Regions from separate parts of the Mus musculus genome. Here regions 2 and 3 are each linked to region 1. Evidence: chromatin contacts called from public HiChIP or PLAC-seq and promoter capture Hi-C data. All regions are on one chromosome and are shown on one strand. Each heading gives the region's core, a stretch centred on a gene start, on an enhancer-like site or on the middle of the called end of the contact. The rest is flanking DNA. Distances are from core to core; before and after follow the strand shown.

The links. HiChIP or PLAC-seq counts read pairs in DNA pulled down with a chosen protein or histone mark. Capture Hi-C pulls out chosen DNA fragments and counts their contacts.
Region 2: a contact with region 1 is called in an H3K27ac HiChIP or PLAC-seq map of embryonic stem cells, with 10 read pairs. The contact joins the promoter of Duoxa2 here to the promoter of Spg11 in region 1. A contact is called at or near these places in 5 of 39 promoter capture datasets (cranial neural crest, embryonic stem cells, maxillary cranial neural crest and 1 more), 3 of 484 Hi-C or Micro-C datasets (embryonic stem cells and muscle stem cells), 7 of 115 datasets of contacts at active chromatin or transcription factors (embryonic stem cells and pancreatic cancer cells) and 2 of 9 other capture datasets (adipose tissue and liver).
Region 3: a contact with region 1 is called in a promoter capture Hi-C map of liver. The contact joins the promoter of Mageb3 here to the promoter of Spg11 in region 1. A contact is called at or near these places in 1 of 39 promoter capture datasets (erythroid cells), 7 of 484 Hi-C or Micro-C datasets (CD8 T cells, embryonic stem cells, muscle stem cells and 3 more), 4 of 115 datasets of contacts at active chromatin or transcription factors (the SCID.adh cell line, effector CD8 T cells and embryonic stem cells) and 3 of 9 other capture datasets (adipose tissue, liver and pancreatic islet).

Annotation. Positions count from the first base shown.
Region 1 is chr2:122,116,289-122,121,217 of GRCm38.p6, forward strand. Spg11 (SPG11, spatacsin vesicle trafficking associated) reads right to left here and starts at 2,098. Exons shown (of 40, transcript NM_145531.2): 1 at 1,833-2,098. The coding sequence starts at 2,080. Patl2 (protein associated with topoisomerase II homolog 2 (yeast)) reads right to left here. Exons shown (of 18, transcript NM_026251.2): 17 at 4,872-4,929; 18 at 3,820-4,160. The coding sequence ends at 4,897.
Region 2 is chr2:122,296,143-122,301,071 of GRCm38.p6, forward strand. It overlaps Duoxa2 (dual oxidase maturation factor 2), which reads left to right and starts at 2,758. Exons shown (of 6, transcript NM_025777.2): 1 at 2,758-3,045; 2 at 4,006-4,063; 3 at 4,423-4,557. The coding sequence starts at 2,899. Duox2 (dual oxidase 2) reads right to left here and starts at 2,085. Exons shown (of 33, transcript NM_001362755.1): 1 at 1,954-2,085; 2 at 1,581-1,670; 3 at 1,234-1,398; 4 at 540-727; 5 at 176-377; 6 at 1-19. The coding sequence starts at 2,023.
Region 3 is chr2:121,954,195-121,959,123 of GRCm38.p6, forward strand. It overlaps Mageb3 (melanoma antigen, family B, 3), which reads right to left and starts at 1,898. Exons shown (of 1, transcript NM_008545.2): 1 at 1-1,898. The coding sequence starts at 1,025. The coding sequence ends at 33. It overlaps Ctdspl2 (CTD (carboxy-terminal domain, RNA polymerase II, polypeptide A) small phosphatase like 2), which reads left to right and starts at 1,807. Exons shown (of 13, transcript NM_212450.4): 1 at 1,807-2,423.

The DNA.
Region 1 (4,929 bases), core at 848-3,347:
CATTCACACACATGTAAAAACTAAAATAAAAAGGTCCAAGCTGGGCATAGCAACATTGTCTTAGCTACTCAGAAGGCCGAGGAAGGGTCTCTTGAGCCCAGAAACTGAACACCCTAAGCAACATAGCAAGACTCTATCACTGGGTTGGAGAGATGGCTCAGCGGTTAAGAGGGCAGACTGCTCTTCCAAAGGTCCTGAGTTCAAATCCCAGCAACCACATGGTGGCTCACAACCATCTGTAACAGGGTCTGATGCACTCTTCTAGTGTGTGTCTGAAGACAGCTACAGTGTATTCATAGTAATAAAATAAATAAATCTTAAAAAAAGAAAAGACTATCACTAATATGTATGAGCCAGATCTGGTGACTCGATAGCAATCACTTTCTTTAGTGGCTGAGACAAGAAGACTGAGTTTGGGGCCAGTCTGGGCTACAGAGAAAGACCTATCTTAAGATCAGTCAATATGGCCCAACTCTGAAAACACTAAAAGAGATGAGGCTACCACTCTGATAGTTTCAACTTCTTTTAAAAACTTTGCTTTTCTACAATAATAAGTTTATATTAAATGGGGTGGCTATGAGGTTCTTATTAGAAACACTGACAGTTCCCATTTCTGCCTTTATATACCAAGAACACACAGGCACTCCAACACACACCAGACATGAGAACAGTAGAAAGCTGGGATGGAAGTACGTGCTTATAATTCCAGCATTGGAGAGGAGGAGGTAAGAGGGTTGGGAACTCACAGGCATCCTTGGGTCCAGGCCAGCCTGAGCTCCATGAGACCGTATCACAAGGGGGTAAAAAGATGGGTTAAAATACTTGCTGACTCAGCAAACTCATCTTGTGTCTATAGAGCTGTTGAAGAGCCTGGAGACTCAAAGTGAGATACCTGTTGGCTATACAGTCTCATATAGATTGATCCTAAAATACTTACTTCCCTTTATTAAAAAGGTCAGCATATACTCAGGGGACTTCTAAACTTTATGATGTAAACTGTTTTATGAAAAGTGGAAAGCAATATAATATTGTAATTCTCTACCTTCTCAATCCATGGGAGCCTCATGTCTAAGAAACAGCGGACATGCCAGGTATGGAGTATACAAGCCTGTAATCTCAGCATTAGAAGGGGTAAAACAGGAGGATTGTGAATTGCAAGCCAATCTGGCTATATCTTGAGACTGTGATTTAAACATGGAAAACGTAGGGCTGGAATACCGTTCAGTGACCTCAGAGCACTTGTGTAAATGAATGGACAAGTTTAAAGAGGAGCAGGGGCTGGAGTGGGCGTGGTGGTGGCTGTGTTTGCAAGAAAACATTATTTTAGAGACAAAAAAAAATGCTTTAGAAATAAGCCTTATCTGGCATTTTAAAACAAAGTAGACTGTCTGGTAGTGCAGGCAGAGACAGGCCGATCTCTGTAGGCTCCAGGCTATATTTCGAGTTCTAGAATACCTAGGGATACATAGTGAAGAGGGGGAGGAGGAGGTAGAGAAAGATAGGCTTAGAACTCCTTTCAGTGACAATCTGTATTGAATTAAAGAAACAGGACCTGTGCTGAGACCCATCCAGGGTTTGCAGGGGCTATCAAGGAGTGAGACATCTTCTCTGTCCACCCAGGAAGTGAGCCGTGAGTTGCAACAAGGTGAGGATTTCACTTCGGGATGGGAAAGGTTCCGAGAGGCACGGGGCTCGATCCTGAGGAGGCTCCCCAGTGGTTCATCCTCTCCCACCAACCCAGGGGCCGGCGAGAGGCGAGCCCAGGACTCCCCTCCGGAGCGGCTCAGATTTCAGCCTCCTCCCACAGCCTGCAGCCGTCCCGCAGCACTTACTGCCTAAAGGGTCCTGGGAGGCAGCAGCTGCTCCCACCCCTGCTGCCCGGCGCCAAGGAAAGCACTTGGAGACTGCCCGCAGCCGTCAGGCTCCCCAGGGCCTCCAGCTCTCGGTGCAGCTGCGCCCGCGGTCCCAGCTGCGCCGTCTCCTCAGCTGGGATCCGCACCAGCAGCATGGGCAGGACCCGCTCCATGGCCCCGGCACAGCCGGGGGAGGCAGCACTTCCGGGCCCTGGCTGGGCAGCCATCTTGGCCTGGGCGGTCCTTCCGGTAGAGGCGCCCGAATGCGTCACGGACCTGCGCAGTGATTCGGACCTTGTGACTCTCACGAGAGAGGCGGTCCTGCGCCCGGCATTTGCTCAGCTTGGGGTGGAGGCGGCTCTAAACGGAATCCTGCAAAAACCACGCCTGCCCCTCCCTGCTCAGCTCAATTCAATAATACGCCAGGGCCTTTCAGCTGCTTGTGCTGTCCTTGCTACCAAAGATTTCTAAGGCAGGTGCTTCTTACTCCATTGAAACCCTGTTGCTGGCTCCTCTTCACTTTTTGTGCTGCTCGGTTAACAGGCATCTGGTAGTGCGCTTTTCTTGGTAGCAAGTACTCTTTTAAAGTCTAGAACTAATAAAGAACCCTCTACCATTTTAAAAAAAAAAAAAAAAAGCAGGGCTTCACAACAGACCCCCTCCCCCCATCCCCGGCTTCGAGAAATCGGCCCCTCTACGGAGTGGTATGGAGTTTTGGAAAGCAACTATCTCCATCAGATGCCTGGGATCCCAGAGTTTGAAAAATCAATCTGACTCATTTCCCCCATCAGGAAGTTTTGAAGAGCAGTTTACCAAAAATAAAATAAAATAAAATAAAATAAATTCTACAAGCCCTTCCTCCTCCTGACTGCAAAAACTAATTTTCAGACCCTTCGAGATGAATTTTCTTGTACCCGTGGGTACCCAGTCTCAGGATTTGGGAGTGTAAACTTCTCAGACCAATAGATCTCCTTTTGAGGTCAAACAATCTATTCTTTGTGGTCCTCCACCAAGGACTCTGTTACAAACATGAAGGTTAACATGGAGATTGAAGTCAAACGATATCCTTTGTAACAGATGGATGCATACAGAGTAGAGATGGTGAAATAGTTCACCTTTCAATTTCTTCTGTTTTTCTCAGGAAAGTACAATCTGATACAGAAGAGAAGAGGTAGAGAGCTATTGAAAAGGCATTTGGTCAAGCTATTTATTTGATAAAGGTTCTCTAGTGGCCTTAGACACCTGATCCTCCTTCACCAGCTTTTCAGGTTCTAGGAATACAGGATTATGCCTCCATGCCTACTTAACAGTGTCTTTCTAACACAGCCACTTCTACAAACTGAACATTTTGACTTAATGGCAACCTGCTAACATGCCTTCCTGGCTCAGTCTAAAGTCTAAAGCCCCTCTCTATTCCAGTCACTCTCAAATCATAGTATTTATGACTAATTAACATTTTATGTCAATTCCTGACCAAACTCTATGTAAGCCTGGAAATAGCAGAGACCTGTGCACCACTGTTATCTTCCTGCCTGAATCCCAGCCTGGCTCATAAAAGGTACTTTAGTATTTCTTGATGAATGCAGGACTTCATTTGACAAAATGCTGCCATGTTCTTCTCTTTCTTTCTTTCTTTCTTTCTTTCTTTCTTTCTTTCTTTCTTTCTTTCTTTCTTTCTTTCTTTCTTTCTTTCTTTCTTTTAAATTTACTTTATTTATGAGTACACTGTAGCTGTCTTCAGACACACCAGAAAAGGGCATGGGATCTCATTAAAGGTGGTTGTGAGCCACCATGTGGTTGCTGGGAATTAAACTCAGGACCTCTGGAAGAGCATTGAGTGCCCTTAACCACTGAGCCATCTCTCCAGTCCCCATGTTATTTTCTTATGTCAAGGAAGATGCTTATATCCAAATCTCTCAGCCTTAGCTGAACTGTTTGGTTTACATAAAGTCTGGCAACACGGAAGCAACATCCCAGATTAGACTTTTATTAAATACAAGGCCTTTCCCCTTATTAGGAAGGATATTCTTGACATATTCAAAAAAATGTCCTTCGTTGTAATTCCAAACTTACAAACAAGTTTCAACATATCATTTGATATTTCTTTAATCATACCTAAAGTAGTCATGCCTTAATTTTAGGCAAGTCACCTAGATTTTAAGAAAGGATATGACAATGTGGCAGGGTCCTCCAACATAACAAAGTATAGGAAATGGCCTCAACTGTCACTGTAGACAGGTGATGGAGTTCCGTTTCTGATATTTCAGCTTCTCACATTAACTAATACATCAGTAGATACAGGCAAGCCTACAAAGAACAAGAGTTAACTGCAAACACAATTCCATTTTACAAGTATTTATGGTTTAATTCATGCTTGGCTCATTCTAACAGTGGGTAAGTTCTAAGGACAGAGATGTTCTCTTATTTCTCTTATAGCCTGAAATAGTCTCTCAACTGTTGTTTGAATGAACTAGTTATTCAACTTTTCAGACTATGGCTCTGAAATAGCACCTACAAGTGACCAAACACTGAGAATAAATACAAAGTTGTGGCTAAACAGACCACAGGGCCCTAATGAGTCCAGACTGGGTTACTCAGTAAATGCCTGAGTATCTAGAGCAACTTTTAGATTTTTGTATTACATTTTCACACACATACACACACTCCACAGTGAACCTTTGGAGGTCACAGGACAACTTGCAGGAGTCACTTGCCTCATTACATGATATGAATCTACCTGCTGAGCCATCTCACTGACCCAAGAACTTTGTTTGTTTATTTGGTTGGTTTGGTTTGGGGTTTTTGAGACAGAATCTCATATCTCACTATGTAGTCTTGGCTGGCTTGGAACTCACTTCTGACCCTAAGTGATAAGACCAAAGGCATGTATGACCATGCTTGGCTCATAGAACTAGGTGTAAAGCTCATTATTTTCCATGATCACAGTTTATAGGAGATTTGATGCACAGACTTGGACTGGGCTTGACAAGGTGAGACTTTGTTTATATAAGCACTTACTCCATTCTGGCTTCCAGCTGCTGAACTAATTGCTTGTCCATGTGATGGCAGAACAGGG
Region 2 (4,929 bases), core at 1,508-4,007, 180 kb after region 1:
CCGCGCTGGGCCCCAAAGGCTGCATCCATGTGGGGAAGCAGGACAGGAGATGGACAACAGCTTGAGTCAGGGGAGCCCAGACCCACAGGCAGTCCCCCCCTCCTCCAGTACAGGGCCTCCAAGCAGCCTGGTGCCTCTAACCCTACACCTCCTGCCAGGACCCCCGCAGCCTCACCATACACCCCTTGTGGCCCGCCCCGCCCCGTGGAGGGGTCCGGCGCCATCCACATGAGCAGAGAGCTCTGGGAGTTCCGCGGGAAAGCAGGGTCAGGCCCAGAAGCCAGCTGTCCTCCAGAGAAGCTCCTCAGAGTGTCACTCCAGGAATGAGAGGAGCCATAGATGGCGCTGCCATCTAGCCAGCCGGTCACCTGGTTGCTCTGCAGGGATGAGCAGAGTCAGGAGGACCAGGCAGGTCCTTGCTGGTAGGGAGAGCCTCACCGTGTCTGGTCTTCCCAGCCAGATCCCAGGCCTCCAGCGGATCCAGCCTCAGACCCCCTTCCCGCCTCTCTGCCCTCCTGCCTTTGGCTGCCTGGCCTCACCTGGTCCCGGGGGTTGCTGGGGCTCTGTCCAGTGTTGTGGTCCCAGCGGCTCCTTTGAAAGGGCAGCACCACGTTCCCGCGCTTGTCAGGGTCGAACACCGGGTCCCCACGTGGGATGTAAATGTTGAGGAACTCTGCGGGGCAGCCTGGTGTTTCCACACTCACCAGGTCTGAGAGCACGTGGTAGCCTGGGTTAAGAGAGCAAAGTGGTAGATAAATCACCAGGTCCCGCTCTCCTTAGGAGAGCCTCTGAATTATCAGGACACAGAGGCCAGAGCACAAGCTTCAACGCTGTCTCTTCAGCTTATCCCCCCCCCCCCGCCAGACTTGATCTTCTAAGATGCAAACAAAACGTAGCATCCCCTTGTGAACATGCCAATATCGTTTCGGGGGTGGGAGGGGGGGAGGCGGATACGATTTGAAAACAAGCTCCCTTCACCTCTGTGTGGCAGTCATGAGAGTCTTGAGGACAGCAGTGGTCAGGGCATAAGTTTCTGAGAGTTCTAGTGGGGACCCAATGTACGTGTTGGTTTGAAGTAAAGTAAGAGAAAGATCCCCGCATCACACCCAAACCCTCAAAGATGATAACAGAAGCACTTCTTGGAAAGTTCTTTTTTCTGCAAGTTGCGGTGGTCCTTTCCCTGGACACTCAGCAAGCTCCAGATCCACCCTGGTTTCCTGTTCCTATACTCACCAAAGAAGACCCCCAGCACTGTGCGGTTGTGGACCGAGGGCAGCCCTGCTTTGCCCTTAGCGACAGCATCGCTTAGCCGGCGAGGGTTGGGCAGTAGCGGCTCTTCCAGAGCCTGATAAACACCGTCAGCATAATTAGCCGGTATTAGGCGACGCAGCCGCGAGCCTGGAGCGCAGAGAGTTGATCTGGATCAACGCTCTGGGTCCCCAAGAAGCCCCACATGCCCCCTCCCATTTCCTACCCCCAGGAATGGATAAGAATGTGGTGAGAATGCAATCCCGCAGGCCGCCCCGGCTCCTCTCCCCACACTCCAACTGCACGCCCTCCCTACAGAGCCCGGGGCTTACCAGCCGCACCGCGCTGGTGGTACTTCAGATTATTAAACCAGCCGTCGTAGCGCTGCACTTCCCAGGGCAGTGAGGGTGCGTCCTGGCCACCTGTGGGAGCAGAAAGCCTCCCACTTAACATTAACCTTCCAGAATGCCCTGAATGACCCGATGGGCTTTAGGCTCCTTCCTCAGCTGGCTAACTCCTGCCAATGAACGCCATCTCCAATCCTTTGGCCGCTGAGCCGAGGCGGTCAGAAGTCTTCCAACTCAATAGCTCAATAAGAGATGGCTCAACCCTTCCAGCTTCCAGGCGCCATCTGCCTTCCCTTCTCTTTCCACACTCCTGTGGGACACTGGCTAGCCCCTTCAGCAAGAGGCCCCTACTACGTACCTGCTGGGCCCAGGGGTCCAGTCAGCAGAGCGCCCAGGAGAACTAGAGTCTTGGGACTTGTTGGAAGCATGCTGTCCTTGATCCCGGCGGTGGGGGGTAGTGTGTCAAGAGCGCACACTCCCACGGCTGGTACTGGGAGAGGAGCAGAGAGGTACTACTCAGGTCCCACATCTTCACGACGCGCTTTCTGGCATTAAGACCGTCTGCCACCCTAACCCTGTCTGATGCTGATCTCAAGCACATTAACACCCTGGTCAGGAGCGCAGCGGGACTGTCTATGGGGTTTGTTCTAAAACCTAGTCCTCTCAGCCCAATTTCCCAAGTACTGCTTCTCCAGGAGGGGGATAGAAAAGGGAGAGAGGCTAATGAACTGAGAGCTAGGGACGCGCAGCCAACCTCATCCTCATCTAGGATGAATTACGTTCAAAGGGGAGAAAGGAGCTAGGAGACCCAACCTCTGGTGTAAGGGATCCGGTCCGGTTCAACAGTCTTCCGTGGTCTTGGAGATTTTGTTTCCTGCTCCGCTCCTGGGAGCAGCTCCGAGAATCTTCACCCTTCCTGGATGCCCGTTCACCCTTCGCTCTTCGTCCTGCCTAGCAGGTGTCGCTCGCGCCACCGCTAGCAGGTGTGAATGTGTGAATCAGAGGTTTGCGGTCGAGTTAAGGACAGGATTTCAGTTATTTGCATGTCTCCGCCCCTTCGTTTGCATGACCTCAACCAGACAGGACCCTGCTACCTGGTTTGGACGCCGCCCCTGCTTGCTGCCCACGCTCCTATAAAAGGAGGGGGTCTGCGTTTCTTTGTGAACACTGCGTGAAGTCGCAGGGCCAGGAAAGAGTTTCGGGAGATCACGCCTCTGCGCTTCTTAGGAGAGCCGCAGGGCTCGGACTTTTTATCACTCATCCCAGCTCGCTGCCTGCGAACAGTTCTCGAACTTCTTGCAGGATGACTGCGTGGGACGGGGTGCTACCCTTTTACCCCCAGCCCAGGCATGCCGCCAGCTTCAGCGTACCGCTGCTCATTGTTATCCTGGTGTTCTTGTCTTTGGCTGCTAGCTTCCTGTTCATCTTGCCTGGAATCCGTGGGCACTCGGTAAGGGGGTATTCAAAGTTCTCCCTAGAGGGATTCTAGAAGAAGCCGATTTCGTGGGGGTAATAGTGCGATATGGAGAGAGTTTCTTGGAGACTCAGGACAGAAGAGACTAAGGAAGATTCTCCGAGGATCAGCAGATGCAAATTTAGAAGTCTGGTGCAGTAAGCGACTCTTCCGAGGAAGAGGTTCCTTGGTCCAGGACATCCCGGGAAGAGACTCCAGCTGGCTTCTTTTGGAAGCTGCAGCAGCAGTGGGAATCAGCCCAGTATATTTGGAATTAAGTCTAGCCTTCGGGTGCGGCCAGCCCCCCCCCCCGTCTCTGGTCTCTGAATGCCTTAGCCCCTCTGTCCTGTGCTTTGAACCATGATCAAGAGAATGGGGACTTCTGTGCTTTTCTTACTGTGTTGAGTTAAAGACTCAAGAGAGTTTCACAGAAGATTCAAACGTGTAGCAAGCAAGAGAAATTTCCAAGCTCCCAGCCTCCAGGTCCTGAACTACATTGTTATAAGTCTGAGAAGACCTTTTCCTGTTGATCTTTGTTGGTTCGGAGGAACTGGCAGGTCTAGAAAAATCCGCAGTCCCTCTCTTTTAATTGACTACCAGGCCCCGGGGCCTCCCTCTTCTGGGAGAGGTGACCCCTGTCTGCCTGGCACTTGTGAACTCACTGAGTCTCACCAAGTAGTGATTGAATTAGAGGCGGAGAGCTGGCGCCAGACAGCTGGGGGTATACAGGTAGTCAGAGACTGACTGCCAGGCGAGGTAGACCTGAAAGTAGGCGAGGGGAAATGGCCAGGGAAACACATGCCCAGAATACACCAGAAACGTCGTTGGCATAGAGGAACTCGAAGGGAAAGCATCATCTTCAAAAGGTCAGGGATGAAGTGGAGTGGGGTCAAGGGAGGCCTTGAGGATGGGCTGGGTGGTACCCAAGCTTGATCCAGTGTGTATCTTTTCCTACAGCGCTGGTTCTGGTTGGTGAGAGTCCTTCTTAGCCTGTTCATAGGTGCCGAAATTGTGGGTGAGTGAACTGGGTAACTTGGGGGAAGGGGCGTGGAGTAGGGAAGGAGAGGCACTGAGAATCTGGGAGCTTTGCCGCCCTTCTTCTACTTCTCACCTATTTCTAGCACCCTTATCTGTTCTCTTGCGCGGGCTTTTCCATTTGTTTTGAGACAGTCTCTCACTAAGTAGCCCAGGCTGACCTTGAGAAGTGCTTATTTGCCCTGCCTCAGCCACTGTACTTGCCCACTGTTCTGTCCTTACTATGTTATTACACCAGGCTTCTAGACCTTCATCTTCCTGTTCCCATCACCAAGCCTCTAGTTTCCGTCTCCCCACTCCCACCCTCACCCACATGTCACTGTGTGCATCTCCCCCTAGCTGTGCACTTCAGTGGAGACTGGTTCGTGGGGAGAGTGTGGACCAACACATCCTACAAAGCCTTCAGTCCATCCCGTGTTCAAGTCCATGTCGGTCTGCACGTGGGGCTGGCGGGCGTTAACATTACACTCCGAGGTAAGGAGGTTGGTGTGGGGGTGGGGGTGGGGGTGGGAGACAGGAGATCCTGTGGGTAGGAACTGAGCGGCACGATTCTCAACCTGTGGGTCGCGACCCCTACCGCTGTTTTACAGGTGTTATCTAAGACCATCAGAAGATGCAGACCTTCATATTATGATTCCTAGCAGTAACGAAATTACAGTTAGGAAGTAGCAACAAAAATAATTTTATAGTTGGGGGTCACCACACCATGAGGAACTGTATTAAAGGGTCACGGTTTAGGAAGGTTGAGAGCCACTGTGTTAGATAGAGTGCCCTATCACGTCCCTCGGGTTCAGAAAGCCTTCGATTTAACTTTGCGTTTCCCGGTACCACTACCTAGCCTTTCTC
Region 3 (4,929 bases), core at 648-3,147, 160 kb before region 1:
ACTGTTTTTCAAACACAACAGAACAGACTCAACTACACATTAGAGGACTTTTGGGATGGGGCCTTGGAATGAACACCCTTGCCTTGAACTCTACTTCTTGGCACCCCTCCTGCCTGATCTCTAAGAGCCAACTGGTAGAGATTAGGGAAGGCACTAGGGACTGTGCCATTGACTTTAGCTAAAACTTTCAGGACTTTCATCTTGGTTGTTTCAGCATGGGCTCTGGGTCCCCACAGGAACTCATAGCTTGGGGGATCACTGCCAGGTACCTGGCGGTACTCCAGGTAATTTTCCTGCACTACATCTCTTATAAACTCCTCAGGCTCGCCAAAGATCAAGTGCTTCTTCCCAGCATATACCCCCACTCCATGCAGAAATTGCCAGACCTCTTGCTCAGTGGCACGGTTACCCTTCATGAAGATCACACCTAGGACAGACATTAGGAGACCTGTCCTAGGCAACCCCCAGTTACTACTCAAACTTCCCTCAGTGGAAAGACCCAGTTTGCCCACCAGCAAATAGGAATGAGTGCTGGGATCAATTTCCTTCAACTCAAGACCAAAGACCAATTCTAGGCGTGCAGAAGTTCTCCTGAGGATCTCAGGGAATTGCTCCTTATACTTCTTGTTAACTACTGCCAGCATTTCACTTCTTGTAACTGCTTCTTTCATCTTAAATTTATCTAGCAGGAATTCTATCAGCACACTAGCCTTCCTCATGATAGGATCTTTCAGTGTGTGCTGAATGGAAGTCCCTGCCTGGGTGCCATCTGAACTTTTTGTATCAGGCAGGACAGTAGCATTTCTACCACCTATACCAGAGCCTGTGCAGGATACACCTGCACCAAAAGATCCAGGGTTTTTCACACCCTGAGGAGCAGAACCACCAGGGAAGCTGGACCCAGCACTCAGGTCAACAGGAGAAGACCCTGCTTCCTCTGCAGTGGGCTGAACTACTTGAACCTCCCTGCGTGACTGCTGTCGTTTAGCACGGGAGCGGCTCTTACTCTTTTGACCCCTAGGCATGTTGACTGTGCTCAGGACTGAAGTAGAAGAGCTGACAGGCAGGAATCAGGACTTCCGAACTCGTGGATCAAGCTCTTTTCTGCAAACCCTAGGATTGTTCTCTTCAGACTGGCGTCCAAGCCTCTCCTGTCTCAATCAGCATTTCTTATAGAATAATGAGATCAGCTTGGAATTTCAGTCAAAAGTGCTATCTAGACCAGTGTTTCTCAACTTGTGGGTTGCAACCCTTAAGAGGTCAAACCACAGGTTGAATAAGATCATGGGAAAACATATTTGCATTCCGATTCATGACACTAGCAAAATTACAGCCATGAAGTAACAACAAAGATAATTTTATGGTTGGTGGGGTCATCATACATGAGGAACTCTATTAAAAGCGTTTCAGCATCAAGAAGATTAAGAATCATCCAGATTCTAGATGGAGCCCACAGTCGTGTGTGAAAACCCATTTGAAAGACTCGAGTTTTAAGCGTACAGGATCACTGCCCACATCGCGAGGAAGGGAAGGGTTAAGAGTCTCCTTCATAGGTCCAAGGGCAACAGGGGCTCCCGCTAGCAAAGTGACCTAGGAAGAGAACCTCGGGGACACTCCGCGAACCTCCGAAAGCACCGGGACCAGGCTGGGTCTGGCCATCGGGAGCGCAAGGCACTGGCTCCCGCTCCAGCGCGCCAAGCCGTTAGCACCGCCCCTTCCCGCCGGCTCCACCCACCGCCGCCTAGTCGCTAACCCTGGCCGCTGGGTGCGCGGCGCGTTCTTAAACCCCGCCTCCCAGGCCAGGGCGCGCTCTCCTTGTCGCCCGGCTCTAGGCGGTTCCGTTAGCGGCGGGAGGGAAAACCGCCCCCGGCGTCCCCGCCTCCGCTGCTAACGCTTTCCTCCCTACTCCCCCTGCGACCACCCCGCAGCCCGCTACGGAGGCCCCCGAAGTACAAACGTCCCCCACGCTCCGAGCCCCATCGGAGGCTGAGTCCAGTCTAACTCCTCGGGCCCTAAGCTCATTTTTTTTTCATTGTTTTTTGTTGTTGTTGTTTCTTGTTTTTCTTTTGGTCAGGAATTCGCTCTGGTGAGTTCCCTAAGGCGGCAGAAACTTCAGCCTCTTCACGGTAGTAAAAGTTGGTTTCCCCTCCCCCGCTGCCGCCCAGGCCTCCCGCATTCCTTCCCTCCCGCCTCTCCGGATCGGGGCGGGCGGGGGAGGAGGGAGCCAGAGCGCCTGCGCAGGGAGGCCGCTTTCCATCCGGGTCCCTGTCCGTGCGGTGCAGCAGGTCGGTAGGCGGGAAATGGCGACTGGCTGAAGGAGCTGGTTCTGTTGCTGCTGAGGGATAAGCGGGAAAGACACCACCTATTGCGCAGTCGGGACCATCGCCGGAGCCCGAAGACACTTTTCTGTCGTCACAGTGAAGGTAATTCCCTTGGTCCAGACGCTGCCGTTGCTCCGAAGCTCAGTCCTCTCTCAGGGCCGTCTGCCGGGATCTCCTCCCCTTCTCTAGCCGAGCCCTCAGCGGTTCCAGCAACGTCCGTAGGCATGCACTGTTGGCGCCTTGTACGTCCACTGTCGTGGAAGCTGCTCTGGCTTGGACTTTCCCCAGGGAACGGCCAGGGAGCTCACTTCCCGCCAGCTTCAGCTCTTAGGCTGCGGCCTGTGTTGTGATTTCTGGGGTTAGATTTCACTTTGCTACCCACCCCCAACCCCATCTCACGTTCCCAGTCTCTGACCCCGTGGACCCGATAGCTAATTAAGTTAGATTGCCTTTTCGAACCTTCTTGTGGGCCCACGTAATGTTTTTGGTATTTCATTCTTGTAGGGTGCATTAGGGGGGCGTTGCTCTCTCTACTTGAGCTCTTACAGACATCCTTTGAGAATCTGGAAAGAGGTTCTTGGAGCTTCTGTCGTTTTCTGTACTGCTAAAATGTTGAGTTGACATTACTACTTTTTAAAGTCAAGTGTGGTAGTAAAAACCAGCGTGTGTAGGAGGCCTCTGATTTCCGTAGTGGTTAGTTAAGGGTGAATCTTAATTCTATTTAGCATGTTGTTTACGTTGGGTAAGTCCGTATGAGTTTACCTTTGCGTTCTTGACCAGGATTCTGTGATAAATAATTGCATAAATAAATAGTGTTTATTTACTTCTCGCCCTAGTGGTAGCTGGATGTGTGAATGACGTTAGGCACTCTCAGAGTACCTCGGAGAAACCTACTGAGATACTGCCAGGAAACTACCCTAAGCTCCTGACATGAGTATTCTTAGATGCTACTCCAAGGCAAGGCAGGGAGTGTTATCTTTCTCATGCTACTAAGACAATACCAAGATTACGGTTACATCCATATACAAATTAGTGCCTTGAAATGATAGGCTTATCTACATGTTTTAGATTGTAGATTGCCTGTTACTTTGATTCATGAAATGCCAAGCTACACATTTGTGTTTGTGGTCCAGCAATTATCTCTATAAAAGCAGTGACATGGCATGTGGAAGCTAGTTTTTACTGGCTTTTGTTTTGATTTTTCTTTTTTTAATAGAGTTTCTCAATTTTTTTTCAATGGTTTGGTCATGTCGAGTTTGGGGCATTATAGGTGTTTTCTCCCCTGGAATAAAACGGAAGATTAAAACATGGCTTATATTACATATTAGTTAATGTTTCTCACTCAGTAGCCTTCTGCTTCATAGGTGCAGCCTAAAGTACTTCACTTGCTGTTCACATGTTAGGATTAAATTTCAGTAATAAGCAGGCACATGCAAACATTATAGTTTTTATTTGAAAGACTTAGCCCAAGGTCATAAAGAAAGTCAAGGTAAACATAGCTCTTATATGAAGTAGATTTAGGAGTGACCTGGGCCTCACTGCTCTTTCCTCACTGCTGCTTGATTTCGGGGTTTGGGGAGTGAAAGTTTAGACAGCCTGAGTCCTTGTTGAGTCATTTCATTTTAAAATGGGACCAATTATGTTACTCAGAAGAATTGGGATAAATTATGTCTGGTGCAGGCTTTCTCTGTGTTTTAACAATGTTTTAGGGGTAGGTTTTTTGATAAAATTTAGTTTATAGGTAGCAGAATCAGTATTGTACTACATTCAACTAGACCCTATATTCTTTTTTTGTTTAATTTTTGTTTTGTGAGACATGATTTTGTGTGTGTGTGTGTGTCACAGCTCTGTACTGGAACTCACTTTGTAGATCAAGGTGGCCTTGAACTCACAGAAATCCAACCTGCCTCTATCTCCAGAGGCCTGGGATTAAAGGCAAGCGCCACCACAGCCAGGCCAGTCCCTATATTCCTAATAGTCTCCTATGCATGATTTGAAAGGATGTGAAAACTGCCAAGTGCTATCTAGTCTTTTTCTCATGTGTGCTATAGTTGTATTGCAATAATAGGATTGTGTAGGAATACTAAATAGGATAGGTATATTTTAGAACATTCAGTTGTGCATAGTGCTGGTGCCTTACAGACATTTCATTTGAACTAGTGGTGCTATTTTTCCCCTGCTGTTAGAAAATTGATGATTGGGGGCTGGTGAGATGGCTCAGTGGGTAAGAGCACCCGACTGCTCTTCCGAAGGTCCAGAGTTCAAATCCCAGCAACCACATGGTGGCTCACAACCATCCGTAACAAGATCTGACTCCCTCTTCTGGTGTGTCTGAAGATAGCTACAGTGTACTTACTTTAATAATAAATAAAATCTTTAAAAAAAAAAAAGAAAATTGATGATTGATAAAGTTTTATCTTTTCCAGATTAATCTAGCCTATTCCAAGGTTGTATTTGATCAGATGGTTTCTTTGTAGGATGATTTGAGCAAAATCTGTCTGGATATGTAGTGCAGTGGTAAAGTGCTTGCCTGGCATTCAGGAAACCCTGGGTTGCTAAATCCCCATCGCCAGATGAGCTGGTTCTGGTGGTTCCTGCTGTAACTTAC